Linked DNA regions of Ovis aries: region 1 is linked to region 2. Evidence: chromatin contacts called from public Hi-C data. All regions are on one chromosome and are shown on one strand. Each heading gives the region's core, a stretch centred on a gene start, on an enhancer-like site or on the middle of the called end of the contact. The rest is flanking DNA. Distances are from core to core; before and after follow the strand shown.

Region 1 (3,369 bases), core at 763-3,262, 320 kb before region 2:
CATGGTATTCTCCAGGCAAGAATACTGGAGTGAGTTGCCATGTCCTTCTCCAGGGTATCTTCCCGACCTAGGGATTGAACCTGCATCTCTTACATCTCTTGCATTGGCAAGAGAGTTCTTTACCACTAGCGCCACCTGGGAAGCACCACTATTTCCCAGAGTTTGCTCAAATTCATGTCCATTGAGTCGCCGATGGTATCTAACCATCTAATTCTCCACCACTGAAGAAATTCCTGCACTATCTCACAGAGATATGCCTCCTTGTGTTAGCATCACTCTCTTCTCTCTCTTTCTCTCTCTTCAAATGCTACCTGTTTCTTGTATGCTCAGAGCATCAGGGTTCCCCACAATGTGGACAGTCCCTGGAGCAAAAGATCAGGGATGTCCAAACTTAGCACTGAAACAGCCCAGTGGCAGGGGGATGGAAAGGGAATGTGTGAAGCAGTGGGTTACAAGCCCTCCCCAGAAGGTGTGGTGTTACCATGTTTATACTTGACTCAGTGCTTCTCTGCGGAGCCAGGCAACACGGAGAAGAATGCACTGGACACTGAGTAGAGGGAGTGGGTAATTGCATTTCCTTGGATTTCTCAAGGTCTCATCTATCTGGTTTCACCTGAGGGTGATTTATGTTGCATTTCTGTGTGTAAACTGGAGTTCTGAGATTGGAGGAGTTCTCCGTCACCAGCCACCGGTGTGTCTCACATCTTCCCCCATCCACAGAGAAGATTCTGCAGGTAAAAACTCCCAATCCCAGTCAATTCACTGTGCAAGTAAGAATGTGACTTATTCATTCTGATTTTACAGAAAAGGTTCCAGAGTCATTTCCCCCTATTGTCATAACCTTTTAGAAATGTCTCTCCACACTTGGCTAATAGTACAGAATGTGAGCTTCAATATCAGACAAGAAGATGTTCTAAGTGCCAAAGTCTTTTTAAATTTGGACAGCAATAAACAAATGTGCTAAGTCGATTCAGTCGTGTCTGACTCTGTGCAACCCTAAGAACTGAAGCCCACCAGGCTCCTCTGTTCATGGAATTCTCCAGGCAAGAATACTGGAGTGGGTTGCCAGGCCCTCCTCCAGGGAATCTTCCTGACCCAGGGATCAAACTCGCATCTCTTATGTCTACTGCATTGGTAGGTGGGTTCTTTACCACTAGTGTCACCTAGGAAGCCCAAATAAACACAAATAAGTCAATAAATAAAGTAACTAGTACTATGAGTTTCGATAAGAGCAAATTGCATCTCAGCCAGCATGAGCTCAGGCAACTGTGGTCAGTAACCCGAGTTCTTACTCAAACAGAAACACTTTGTACCAGCATGTGCTCAGGCCAGCTCAGTCCACTCACTCTATCTGAGGACAATTCAGTCAGAGAACAAACCCTGAGGCTCTCAGTGCCACTTCACTAGAAACATGCCTTGGCTTGAAACCGATGAATGTGCTTGTCAAAGCTCTACAAAGCCTGAAAAAGGAAAGAACTGTCTTTGCTCCGGGGCCCAACTTCCCTTCCCTCTCCAAAGTCTCTGTGCTCCCATTCTGATCACCAGCAATCTACCCCATACCCTGAGGCGCTTCTTTCTTCTGTGACTTCTCCTCCTCCCTTTCTTAAAGTGGCTGTTTCCTGAGAACACCACTCCCCACCGTCCCCTCGATGCTAGTGCGCATTCTCTTCTTTTCCACACTCATCCCATCTGACTCCAGGCTTACCATGCAGGTTGACTCCAAAATGTGCCTACTGGTAGGATAACTAAATATTCTGCATTATTGACTACAGGTCTTTACAGTAGAGTGGATGGTTGTATGGAGCAATGATGACAAAGCTACTCACCACTGCCCTTAACCCATGTCTGTTTGTAGAGAGGACACTTGTTTCTGGTCAGTCTGTCCATTACGATTCCATGAACCAAAACAAAGGTAGGGCAGATGATGATGGGAATCACAGGCACATGAGCAGCATATGCAGGACAGTCTGTGAGCCCAGCCCCCACCTCATCACAGGGTCAGTAATGCTGCTGCCCTGGCCACCTCCTGTTTCCAAAACAGAAAGCTGCACACAGGCTCCTCATGATGCCATGATCTGTTGCCCTCTGACTTTTGTACTCTGACCTCCAATTGCCTTTTGTATGCAGTCACAAGACCAAACTGTCTGAAAAGATACTTTCCCTGTCTTTGCCCTTGGTGCACGCCTTCATGGTTTTGCACAGAATTCCTCTTCCCACTCTCCCTGTTGACTGTTTTGTCTTCTCCTGTCTGAGAAACACAGATTGACTCCCACTGCCTTGTTATGTGTCTCCAGGTAGAGGATTGAGTTCATCTTTTCAGGCATCAGAGTCCTATCCACCTGTGATGGGAGCAGCTATGAAATTTTCCCTCTCCTTAAGACCAGAGTGTCTGTTATCTGGGCTGTGCTGTGCTAAGTCACTTCAGTTGTGTCCAACCTTTTGCAATCCTATGGACTGTAGCCCACCAGGCTCCTCTGTCCATGGGATTCTCCAGGCAAGAATACTGGAATGGGTTGCTGTGCCCTCCTCCAGGGGATCTTCCTGACCCAGGAATCCAACAGCATCTTAAGTCTCCTGCATTGGCCAGTGGGTTATTTCCCACTAGAGCCACCTGGGAAGACCTGCGTACTGTCTAGCAGGCACCCAATGGGTAAGTAATTGGACAAGATACTGAATGCATCAATAAATCAGTTTTTTTCAGTTGTGGAAGAAAGAGACACAAAATAATTAGGCCACATCATGGTATTAACTTCCTGGGAGGTTTATTCCTCAGCTGCACTCATCATGGAAGAGGACAGTTCTAGGATGTCTGGCAAGACTTTACCAGTACTTCCCAGGGGGAAAGTACAGTATTGGAGACATAATAGTGGATGACAGCAGGTCTGGTCAGGAGGTCATGGGGATTATTGTCTAGGAGGAAAGACTGGCATTAATAAGAAACTAGATCAGGAGCAGTAAAAGTGCCAGAAGGAAGGAAGCGATAGCATATACCAGTTAACAGGAAGTGAGGAGAAAATTTGAACTAGAGAGACATTGACTGGGATGAAGAGAGAAGGAAAAGGAGATGACAAGGAGAGATCTAGGTTTCTATTTGCATACTTGCTGAGTAGAGACACCACTCACTGCAGGAAAGAAGGTGTAAGAATAAAAGGAAGCCAGTCAGTTGACACCAGCTGCCCCTAACCCTAGAGGACTACCCTGATAGCTCAGCTGGTAAAGAATCTGCCTGCAATGCTGGAGATCCTGGTTCAATTCCTGGGTCAGAAAGATCTGCTGGAGAAGGGATAGGCTACTTACTCTGGTATTCTGGCTTCCCTTACTCCAGTATTTTTGGACTTCCCTTGTGGCTCATCTGTAAATAATCTGCCC
Region 2 (3,388 bases), core at 641-3,140:
ATAATGGAAGACTACGCAGCAGTGTAAATGATTGGGTGACAGGTCTATGCCTCAACATATATGAATCTCATGAGCAGATAAAAGCAAATCACAGGATTAATACAATATGATCTTACTTGTTGAAGTTCAAGAACTGGCAAAATTCAGCAATCTATTGCTCAGCAACACTTCCAGAAACAGAAAAACTTTAAACAAGATTAGATAACCATTTGCAGGATTCAGGTCAGTGGTTTCTGAAGCTAAAGTGAGAAATGAAGTGTGCATTGCTTTCTACTGTTAGTCTGTTACCACCCAGGCATCTGTATTTTTTATTATTGTTCTTTCTAGCGTACATATAAGTTAGATAGAGTCTTGTATGTATAGTATATCTCAGAATTATTTTAAAATTCTTTTAATCTTCAGTGCGAGAAAAGAAAGTATGATAAGGAGTTTCTAGACCCTTGATTCTGGCTGCAGAACCTTTCAAGTAGGAAACCCCTCTCTCAAAAGGTCTTCTGTGCTCACAAGGGAGTCACAGTCCCAGAGCATTTCCCTCAACATCAGAGTCTGAGATGACTTTGCAGCTCCAGGTTCCTCTGTCTCCCCAGAGTGGGTAAAATGCTCTGCATGGTGATGTTCACAATGGACCTCAGGTGATATATTTAGTTTCTGCAGAAATATATCGCCTCTTATTATTTTTGTTTAAATTAACTTAAAAGTAACTCTCAGTCATGTCTGACTCTTTACAACCCCATGGACTGTACCTCACCAGGCTTCTCTGTCCATGGGATTCTCCAGACAAGAATACTGGAGCGGGTTGCCATTTCCTTCTCTAGAGGATCTTCCTGACCCGGAGATCGAACCCAGGTCTCCCATGTTGCAGGCAGATGCTTTATCATCTGAGCCACCAGGGAGGAGTGCAAAAGTAACTCTAGGTCCCGTCTGTCTGAGGGTGTGGGAAACCCAATCTAGCCTCACTGGGCCTCAGGCAACCCCAAGACCTGGGTGACTCTTTCAGCCAGGACCATGGATTGTCCTAGGCAATGTTAGACACTCTGTAGTCCCGACTCAGGACTCAGGATCCCCCATCACCCGTGTAGGCCTGCATCCCTTATGACATTACCCAGCCCTGACTCGGAGCCTTGTGTGGAGGACAGCTTCCCCCTCAAAGATGCTTCATCACTGAGCTAGGCTTCCCTAAGAGCCTGAGAGGATAGATCCAGCCTCAGGCCTCTGCTGAGAAGGGAAAGCAATCTGAGGGCCACAGGGGGACAAGAGTGGCATCACATTGTGACAAACGAGTCATGTCTTCTCTAACCCCAGACCCCGTTGGCTCCCGTGCAGACACGTTCTAAGAGCTTAAGTGTCAGCACCAGTCCCGAAGCTGGCACTTAGGTGGGCAGTGTTTTTGCTAAATGCACCCTGCCTCCAGATAGTCAAAGGGATGTTCACCTCGCTTGCCAGCCCCGAAATCTCACTCTGAGCTCTCCGTCCCTGAGAGCAGCCGCAGAGTCCCCAGGTCCCCCTTTCTTCCCACCTGAGCTGCCTCCCACTCTGGGTCCCCTCTCAGCATCTACTGACCATTTCAGGCGCTCTTGGCTGAGGAAAGTGATGGGGGAGGAGGAGGGGGCTGGCAGCCTGGAGCTGAGAGCTCAGCCCTGGCCTCCCTGCCCCCAACCCTGCCCGCCTGGGGCAAGGGGCCATCTGCTGCTGCTGCCGAGGGGCAGCAGCTGGGCCACTTTCAGCTGGGGCCCTGAGCAGGGGGCTAATCTACGGATGGCTTTTGACCTCACTACCATCCTAAGGCCTGGAGAGAGTACACACGTGTACACACACACGCGCACACACACACACACACACACACACAGACTATGTGCCCACAAAACCCAGGTCTGACTTTAAAGTCTAGCTGTGTCAACTGGGTCTGTTTATTTTTGCAGATCTGTAAGTCCTTATCAGTCATTCAAAATCCAAAAAGCTCTGAGAACTGAAAATTGTTTCGTAACTCGTTTGCAGGCAAAGGTCAACCTGAGGGGGTGGATGTGAGGCTTGATTTACCCCAGTTTCACTACAAAGTATCAAGGCATTTGCTCTCAGGGTGCTGCCCACATTTCCCTGGAGTGGTGTGTAGTTCATGATATATATACAGCTGCAAAACTGGTTCAAAATCCCAGCCTGCCTCCCCAGCGAAGGAACCCAGCACCTAGGAAGGCCAGGGCCTCAGAACAACCTAACTGCTTGGCCACACTTGTTGGGTATGCTCATCACTGGTCGGGTGAAGGGAGCTGAAAACCCACCCAGGAACTGGGAGTCAGGAACATGCCGAGTCATATTTGCTCCAAATTGTCTTTCATACAGAAGCAGGGGACGTGCACACAGGCTGGACAGAAGAACCTAGCAGACACAGATTGAGACCTCCATATGCCTCTGGGTCTCATGAATCCTGCTGACTCATTGCATTGGTGCTAAGGGCCCTTGGGGGCTGAATTCCTCATCCCAGCCCTTGGATTGCCCTCCAGATGCACGCACACACACAAATATATGCACATGCATACAATCATACGTGGGGATTCCCTGGTGACTCAGACAGTAGAGAATCTGTCTGCAATGTGGGAGACCTGAGTTGGATCCCTGGGTCAGGAAGACCTTGGAGAAGGAAACAGCTACCCACACCAGTATTCTTGCCTGGAGAATTCCATGGACAGAGGAGCCTGGTGGTCTATAACCCATGTGGTCGAAATGAGTCAGATGCAACTAAGTAACTATCATACCTACCAACACACATGCACACTTCCACACATGGGTCCACACCTCCACACACTCATGCACACATGCACACACATGCACAGGGGCACACACATATCCTTCATATCAGATTTCTCCAGGACAGCTGTCTGCTGGACTCCACAGTGGTAGCTGGCACTCATACCACTCAACTCAGAATCCTCCAGAAAATGGACATGATGGACCATCAATGAACAAGCCTGTTTCTTCTCCAAGATTGCTTTATCAAACCTGCCAGAATTTATACCACCAAAGACATCTAGCAAGGGAGTCTCCTGGTGGGCCCTGTGCTTACTCTCAGGATCTTATTCCAAACAGTGTTGGAACTCTGTCCTGGAACTGTTCCTAAATGTGGTTGTGAGTCAGCAAAGAAACTCAGCTCCTCCCACCCTTTGTCAAGAGGATACTGAAGCAGTCGCCCAGGTTGGGTGGCTGTTTAAGACCAGCCTGTTCCCTATGGCACACGACAGCCCTCACCTCTAAGAGAGGGACCCCAGATCAAACAGGAAGTGCTCCAGGTGTCCTTAGGTCTTCCTTCTGAAGCACTGGAAAGAACCTAAAGATTCAGCAGGCCTCTCAGTGCCCACTGGATGGTGCCAGCCCACCTTTCCCCATTTCCCGTCCC

What was found. Hi-C and Micro-C count contacts between places; a contact is called where the count stands out from the background.
Region 1: a Hi-C map of liver shows a contact between it and region 2, with 4 times the contacts expected there. The contact joins two enhancer-like sites. A contact is called at or near these places in 2 of 16 Hi-C or Micro-C datasets (liver and mixed tissues).

Annotation. Positions count from the first base shown.
Region 1 is chr2:24,780,689-24,784,057 of ARS-UI_Ramb_v3.0, reverse strand. No RefSeq gene overlaps it. Among named protein-coding and RNA genes, the nearest start is that of GADD45G, 390 kb to the right of the region's middle. Within about 2 kb of position 2,012, at least 5 of the 54 cell types and tissues checked have an H3K27ac peak or open chromatin away from gene starts, as enhancers often do. A contact at or near this core is called in liver, where this site is marked.
Region 2 is chr2:24,462,798-24,466,185 of ARS-UI_Ramb_v3.0, reverse strand. No RefSeq gene overlaps it. Among named protein-coding and RNA genes, the nearest start is that of GADD45G, 69 kb to the right of the region's middle. Within about 2 kb of position 1,890, at least 8 of the 54 cell types and tissues checked have an H3K27ac peak or open chromatin away from gene starts, as enhancers often do. A contact at or near this core is called in liver, where this site is marked.